Linked DNA regions of Drosophila melanogaster: region 2 is linked to region 1. Evidence: chromatin contacts called from public Hi-C data. All regions are on one chromosome and are shown on one strand. The core of a region is the stretch at or near the end of the contact, and the rest is flanking DNA. Distances in the headings are between cores, read along the strand shown.

The links. Hi-C and Micro-C count contacts between places; a contact is called where the count stands out from the background.
Region 2: a contact with region 1 is called in a Hi-C map of the Kc167 cell line, with 1.6 times the contacts expected there. A contact is called at or near these places in 10 of 107 Hi-C or Micro-C datasets (the Kc167 cell line, the OSC cell line, cellular blastoderm embryo and 5 more).

Annotation. Positions count from the first base shown.
Region 1 is chr3L:14,515,862-14,520,102 of dm6, reverse strand. CG9592 reads right to left here and starts at 2,278. Exons shown (of 1, transcript NM_140449.4): 1 at 1,628-2,278. The coding sequence starts at 2,111. The coding sequence ends at 1,653. The region is part of intron 2 of bbg (big bang); the gene reads left to right. It overlaps CG4613, which reads left to right. Exons shown (of 3, transcript NM_001274912.1): 2 at 1-5; 3 at 77-343. The coding sequence ends at 250.
Region 2 is chr3L:14,620,360-14,624,783 of dm6, reverse strand. It overlaps CG9628, which reads right to left and starts at 1,988. Exons shown (of 5, transcript NM_168590.3): 1 at 1,877-1,988. shd (shade) reads right to left here. Exons shown (of 7, transcript NM_206352.2): 3 at 4,272-4,424; 4 at 4,029-4,206; 5 at 3,732-3,971; 6 at 3,388-3,603; 7 at 2,579-3,311. The coding sequence ends at 3,201.

The DNA of each region.
Region 1 (4,241 bases), core at 1,029-3,528:
GTCAGGTGGGTTTAAAGCTACTTGGAACATTCTTTAAAGGTTACATTTGACCACTCTCTATGAACCACCTTTCCAGGGCGATAGCGGTGGTCCCTTGATCGTCAGGGATCGCATTTTCCGTTTGGCTGGAGTTGTGTCCTTTGGCTACGGATGTGCCAAGCCAGATGCTCCTGGTGTCTATACTCGAGTGTCTCGCTATTTGGAATGGATAGCAGTTAATACGAGGGACTCTTGTTACTGCATAAACTAATCCGTTTAAAATAATAATAAATCGTGTAAACATTATTTATTTGACTAACCCTAAATATGATTTTTAATTGAAGCCTAATTAAAGTTAATATTTAATTTCTTTATTGAAATGCATATTTTCGTAGAAGTATTTGGGAGGGCTGACTTTGAACTTAAAGATAGTTCTTTACTAATTTGTTGTGCAATTACACAATAACTTTCCTTTACACATTGAATAAAGGAGTAATTGATTTCGATTGATTAAATATATATATCTTCCCATCGGAAGTGGAGTAACTTTTTGCTATTCAGCAGCAACCCACGGTCACATAAAAATCCAGTTCTCTTTCTCGATCGTGGGGTAGGGTTTATTTATTTCGTTTGGGGAATTGGACCGCGTGTGTCCCACGCAACTCCCTCAATCGACATCTGATTTTACTTTCTTAATGCAAAAGAAATAAAAATTGTACAAATATTTTGTGGAAACAGGTTATGGAAACCCTAGCAGTGGCCTTTCACTTTTTGCCCCGCGACTGCTTGCAGAAATCAATAAAACTCGAACGCGAACTCGGAGTTGAAGTTGAAGTTTGCTGAGCGAAAATCGAATCGAAGCCAAGGACGTTTTCCGTCGACATCGCCTGACACATTGTTATCACTTGTCAAGGCTCCACAACCGTCCTGCGAATCGCGGAGTTGACAAAACCTTTATCTTTATCCCTTTTGGCCGGGCAGGCCGACTTGTGGCCGACAGTTGTTTAATGGATTTTCAAGTTATTTCTGGTATTTTGTTGTAGTTGCCGCTGCATGTCGCAGAAATACGGCAAAACAAAGATATCTCTCCGCGGAAAGAAACTCGTTTGTGGCTAGGGGCCAAAGAAAATGCCGCATAATTGCCGCCACCACGACTTGAAAACAAAAAGGGGGCGGGGCACCCAGAAGGGGCGGCGGTGGCAGGCTAGCCACCGAATCGACAATCTTGTCAATGCTGGCTGCCCTGGCATTTGATTTTATTTTTAACTAGACTATAATTGATGCCAGGCATTGCAAGGGTTATCGAGAAGAAACTCGACGGGCAAGGCAAGGGGAAATATGTACATACATATGTGTGGAGTTCAGGGAACAGCGCAATTTATCTTAATTAAAAACGTGCCATCAGAAAAGAGTTGTGTAGTAATATTCATGAAAATGGCACTGCTTAGCTGATTTACATATATCAACATTTATGTGAGACTTACCATTTCAGGTTAAAATTATTTGTGGTAGGGAATAGAGTGAAACTAAAGATGTGGTAAGATATAACTTATTTTTTGGTCAGCAATACAGAAATGTTATGTTCTTGTATCTAAAGTAAAAGGGGAAACGCCAGTTCTGCACATTATTGAACCCACATATGCTGGTTAATTTAATCAAGTGTTTTGTTTAGTTTATTTTAGTATTACTTTTAATTTATCATTTGACATCTGAGGACATTGCCTTTGATTAAGAAGGTTTCGCAGATTCTCTATAGAGTTGATAGTCGATTGAAGTTTTCTTTGGACATTGGCACACTCAACTACCAGATCCAGACAGTTATCCCAATGCCGATTCGCGATTCGCAAATTGTCTGACACCAAACAGCCGAATATATTCCTTACGGGTAGGAGATATCCTAGGATCGGGTTAACAGGAAGTCGGATCATCTTGAAAACCTTTCCCCAGTAGTTATCATTCTCTACGACGCGAGTAAGAGCCTTGTAGGGTCGTCCCCTTGGCAATTGGGCCTCTGCTGGAATTCGTTCAAAACCCTGATGCAGTCTAACTCTAGCCAGGACTAATTGAGCTCTACACGACTCCTTGTTGACTTGCGAGTGCAGCAGCTCAAGGTCTTCTATTAATTGTATCATTTGCAAGAGGAGGCCATCTAAAGTACATCTGACATCTTCGTCCTTCGTGATTGATCTGCTTGCTCGCTTCGGATCCGATTCATCGCAGGGCACTACCTTTTGGCTCATCTCTTAACAGGATATTTCTCTTTAACAATTTTTGAAAGTTCGAAAAATATCGCTTTGAAATAAGTTTGATTTGAAACGACATTGTGACTAAACTATCAAGCAAACCAAGCAATATTTCTGTTGAGATTGTTATTATTTTGTTTTCATAATCCTTAATTATATTGTTGCAAATTAGGTATGTATGTATAGTTACATTATATAATCCAAGCGATTACAGTTAACTAATACAAAACGAAAATTGGTTAAGGTAATGCCATTGTCTTTAAAACCACCTTTTCAAATTAGTTTCCCAGAAAATGAACTAGTTACTTACTCCACTTGAAGCCATGTTGTTTGCCTTCAAATTTCTTAGAGTTTTTGTTGGTTTTGATGAATTTATCAGATTTGTTAGTCTGCCTTGAAATGAAGAGGGTTTCGAGAAGGGGAATCGTCGCACCGCACGCTTCGCTGGCTAATTTAACATAATTCTCACATAAATCGCCAGCGAGTTGGGTAGAGAAATTTTCACGCCTCGCTTAACGCATTTGGCATAGCAAAAATCCATTTTATGGCTTGTTCTCCTGCCATTTAGTTAGCGCTTCCTTTCCATATTTTTTCAGTTTTTTTTCACAATTTTTTATGGAGTTAAAACAAATGTCCAAAATTGTACAAGACACGAGTTTTCGCTGCATCAACGCGGCACTTTGCTGCTAAACCGCAAAACATTTTAATAAATTGCCAGTTATTAGTTTCTTGCAGAGCGGCAGGAAAAAGTGCAATTAAAATGCATTCGAAATGGGGTGAGGTGGTGGGTAGGAAATCGGGGGACAAAGGAAGTTCCGTAGCAAAAGAAATTAGCATAAGCATTGACTTTTTTCCAAAGGGGAAGGTGGGGCGAAAAAAAAAACTGTTGCGCTAGTTTCCCATAATTTGCCCCAGCGAAGATAATGAGCAAGAAAGAGTAGCCAGGGGATGGGTTGGAAAAGCGGGGGGAAAGCCACGGGGCGGGAAAACTGCGGTCAGTCGCATAGCAAATGGTGTGAAACTCTGCTGAAAACCGGGAAGGAGGGGAAGCCCGCACTGCATTCATTGTTCAACGTTGCACTCAGTTTTTGTTGCTTTTATAATGGCCACCGCTTGCAATTTGCATAAATGTTTTTAATTAAATGCATTTAAAGCATATTTTTCCAAGCACACCGGGCAAATTTGTTAATGAAATCGAATCAGGGGGAAATGGGAAGTGCCTTTAAGTAAAGGTTATTATGCTTAATATGGGAACTACTTGGCAGGGAAAGTAGCAATATCATAACAATTGACTTGCGTGGGGTAAGCCGATAAGAAATTTAAAATGAGATTTTTAATGCGATAATTCATTTTTGAGAATGATGAGAAAAATGATTTCAATGGATTTAAATGGAAACATACTTGTGTGAGAAACCTCAATTAAATATAGAATTAAAGGGCATTAGCCTATTATAAAAGAGGGCAGATCGATTAATAATAGGACAAAATTAAACTTTATTTCGTAATAAAAAAAGTTGTCCGAGTGTTTTTGTTACAATGGTTCAAATAAATGGCATAAACGTTCCATTCACATTAAATTTTATTTAATGTTTACGGTAAGACAACTATACCAAGGCCTGGGCAGTAAATTATCAAATTTAGTCACCAAACTACTACTTTAACATTATATAAGTCCGACAAATACCTTAATCAACTGCCAACCCACTTATCACTCCCTTGTCACTCGAAACTAACCGCATCTGAACTAACCATAAAATCAAGACAAAGACGGAGGCGATTAACTTGTTTCACGAACTTTCAAAATGCAACACCAAAATAAATGAAAAGAAAACTAAAAACCAAAAGATCCCACAACAAACTTGCCAAAAACTCGATTCAAGCTTGCTTGTTTCCTTCCTGTGCGCCACCAAAAAAAGGCAACCGCAAATCTCTTTTTTTCTTACCTCAAATGTGCAAAACAAAAAAAAATGTAAGAAACCGTACAAAACAATTTATGTCAACTTTCTTTTTATCAAACAA
Region 2 (4,424 bases), core at 739-3,238, 100 kb before region 1:
CATCTTAACTTGGGTTTATATCTCTCATTTCCGGACAACCAGAGATCCAAAGAGCTACATCATCTGTACTATCTGTATTTCTCAGCTTTCAATCGCAGTCTTGGGCAATTGAAAAATGCAACAAAACTTGTTTGCTTACCGCCCCCTTTTTTGCCCCCCGCGCGTGTCTTAACCCTCACCCATCACTTGCATTGATATGCACAACTGCAAACTGGTTGCAGGCGAGAGCGACAGGGACGGACGATGGGGGAGTGAGAGGGCAGAACCACCTGAAACACAAATACATATATGCAAAAGGCGCCTACTGTACTTGGTCATCGCCATAGTTTTTACTGCCCGCGAAGGGCAGTTCGCGATTTTCCAGCTGCATTTTCCAAACACGGTCAATACCCATAGAGGGTATGTATATATTGTACCAAGAGGAATCATTTTCGCGTTTAACTTTTACATATAACCAATTATTTTTTTTTTAATTAAACTAAGATGTGTCCTCAATCAATCAGAAAGCGTTTAAAAAAAATCTATAATGTAAAATTTTGTATTTATTTTATTTTATGGTTTTAGAGAGTAATATCCTTACGTTTTGTTGACAATATTTTTGTTATCACTTTACTTAATACTGTTGTAAACAAAAAGTAATGGCAAGCCATAAATCTTATGAATGGGAATTTTGAAGCCTTACAACTTGAAAAGCAATGTTCATGGCGGCATTTTTGCAAATTATTTAGATATTCCTACAATATCTATTGCTACTGCACTTGCCTTTGACCCCATTGAGACCCACACCACGTTTGGTATGGGGAAACATTTGGTTTGGGGCTAAAACATGCAACATTTTGCGATGTGGGCTTACGAGGGTGGTTGGTGCTTGGGGGAGTTTTCTAGGCGACTCCCTTAGGGGTTGTTGGTAAATTCAATGCCAAAGCAATTGGCCAAGGCTCGTCGGGATTTACCATGAGTGTACTGGCGTTACTGTCACTGTTATTGTTTCGTGTCGGGCCTGTCATTGAAGGTCAGTGCCCATAAATGATATTGGTATTGAATCGAAAGGGTTCAGTTAGCAAAAGGGAACGTGTAATTGAGTGCTAATATAAACAACAACTGGGTTCAGAGTTTTTGCCATATTGTTTACATATTGACAGATTTTGAACTAACAGCGTTCAAATATTTAATGTGTTTTCAAGAACGGTAAAGAAATTAAAAAGCTCATTAACTTAATAACTGCTCGTAAGTGCTCCAAGAATTCGTATACTTTAGTTGAGCACTACCTAATTGTTTTTTTACGCCAACGTAAGATATCTGTTTTTTCGCTTTATAAACCCCAGTATTTGTCACCTAATTAAAGCTGCATCAAAGGGAAGGGGCCGCATTGATGGTGAGAAAATTGTCAGTGAGTCACATTAAACAAACTAATTTGTGTTAGCCAGTGTAGTGTTGTGTGTAGATTGTGCAAAATTAGCATGTCTAACAATAACAACAAACTACTGCGATCGTCTTGCTGATGTAGTTATTGTTGTATCTGTGCTTGTTTACTGTACAATTAGCTCTGGGTGGGGCCCTCCGATCTCACAGACTCCATTCGTATGAGAAGATCTTTGGGGGAGAATCAAAACTTCAACGGAAGCTGAACAAATTTTACGTTTTCTTGTTTAGTGCATTTTCAACTTGTTTAAACATTAGTAACTGCCGAGCAAACGACAAACTAGTTTTAGTTTTTACTCAGAATTTCATTTTTGGGTTATTATATTACATTTTTCAAATTTTCGTTGAGTTGCAGATAGGTGCGGTACACAAGTGCAGCCAAATGATTTGGGTTAGCTGTTAAGTTATATCTCACACTAAATACACAGATAAATCAATGAATTCTTTCACGCGCGTTAAATAGTTTCAGTAGTTCAGTTTAAACTGCGACTCAGAGCGGAAATTGGTTTTTTAAAAACCGTCTTTCAAAAAACCTCTGAAACCGACGACACGCCAACGACAACTGTTGTAACCTGAACCCAAAACCGAATCCAAAGCCCGCCAAACGAGCTATTGAGCCACAGCCCAAAAATAAGAGAATATTTCCCAATGAGAATTATTCCCAAGACGTGTGTCAACGCTTGCTGAACAAATATTAAGTCATATTATGGCGGCTTAAAAATTAGCACATGCACGCCATGTATGCAAACAATTTAATCTCGAGTTTTGTTTGAAACTTAAATGCTCTATTAAATTTTGAAGTAAAATTGTGTCGTTGGTTTAAAAAAAAACATTTTAAAAACAAAGCCCAGCTTAGTGGGAAGCGACTGTTGAAAGCTTTTATGAAATTTCCCTGCTATAATAGTAAAGACGTCAACCGAAACCTAAAATCGGTACCATACAAATTTAAAAAAAAAAATAAAGATATTTAGGGTCATTTAGTGTGTGTTTAGTATTTGCCAAAGAAAACAAAAATAACTACAATAAAACATAGGTCTAAATAAGTCTCACCATTGTATGATGAAAAATGCATTTTTAAAATAAAAAGGCGAGAAAGCTAACCTCCTGTGCTATAATGGGTCTCAGAAAATAACTATTAAATGAAACTCAATAATTTATATTATAACATTTATCATTTGATTTCTGTTTAATGTAATTAATTTTCTTTAATTATTGTTTTCTTTTAACAAATATATTCACAGATGTAGAGATGAAATAAAGACAAAGGCAGTAAAAACACTTGAATAAATACAATTAAAGTTAAACTGTACATAATTAGAGTGACAAATTTTTGCGAAACTATGTACAGAAAATATGTAAAACTGTTAAAATCGTGAAAAACAAAACTTAAACACAGTCTTTCCGTTTACAGAACTCTCAAAAACAATTGCTGCTAGTTATTTGCTACGACTAAAAATAAATTTAAGAAGTAATTACAACAAAACATGACGTTTGTATATACATTCTAATCTACTTTACATCCAGTCAGCATAAATTTGTTAATTTATTTTAATTGGTTTAGCTCTTTTTTGATTGCTTCACAGGACTAGGCTGCTGATGCTGGCTCATCAGGGATAAAGGATATACATATATATGTATACAGATATGTGTAGAAACCTAAGCATATTTTACATTAATTTTACTTAATGGTTCAGTTCTTAGCTATTTTAGTTGTATTTGATACAAAACGCCTGAGGGTAGGCACTGTTTTTCGGATCAGTTTTCTAAAGCACCCATTATCAGAAAACCCGATCGCTGAGTCTTAGACTGAGTGGAGTTTTGGGTGCCAGCAGGAACTCGAACTCCGTTTCCAGTGGCTTCACAAAGCTCACATCAAAGGCTAGGACCATCTGATAAAGATAAATTTGGTTGTTTTAGTCAGTGATCCTAGAAATACGATCCCTGGGGCTTATGGATTATACTCACCTTAGCTAGCAGCAGCACCACCTCCATTTCCACAAAACGCTTTCCTGGACACGATCTTCGACCCACGCCGAAGGGCACCACAATACTGGCATTATCCACGTTCACCGTGAAATTCTCCGTGGCAGGATCAATCCAACGCTCTGGGGTAAACTGCTTGGCCCCTTGGAAGTTGCTATCCTTGTGGCAGGCTATCATATTCTGACATAGCACCACAGTCTAAAGATCGGAAACAAATTATTGATAGGAGAAACTAATATTTATTTCCAAAAATAAAATATAAAATAGTAAATTCCAAAAGCTTGGAAATAAAAGTGAGAGTGATCGAAAACTAAGCTTTAACTTACCCCTGCATTAAGCGAGTAGCCCGAGAGCTCCATGTCCTCCTCCAGGATTCTGGCCAGGCAAAAGGCTGTGGGCCTCAGTCTGTAGGACTCCTGTATACAGGCCTTTGTGTATGTGGCATTCGTTAGTGCATCCTGCAGGATATTCGTGTCCCGATACTCGCAGAATTCACTTAGGATTCGTGGCATAGCACCGGGATCTCCAGTAACAGAACTCAGTACAAACAACAAAGTGTTGGCTAACTAAAAATTAAAAATTGTTTAACATGAATTCCATTTGAAATACTACCAAACACCCACCGTTTCTATGCCAGCGGCAATAAAGTCTATGATCGCTGACTTTTTGTCCCTGATATCCAGATCCTTGAGCTCCAGAATATTCAGAAAGATACTTCGTAATCCAGCAGCCTCGTCATCCTCGCAGGCAGCCGACTTTTTGAGTTCCTCCAGCTCATGATCGATGATCTCGGAGATCACACTGGATTGAGAGCGATTTAAGTTAGATGGGAATAGAAATGGGAGCCCAACCTTCTGTGTACCTACTCATAGATCAAGTCCTCGGCGCGGGCAAAGTCCCTGTACGTTTTGGTGGGAAAGTATTTCCACAGACCTAGACCGTAGTACGAGTCCCTTTGGGAGATGAAAAGCTGTTTAACAGCAGCTGCCAGTTGGCTGATCTTTTGCGGCTGCTTGGTA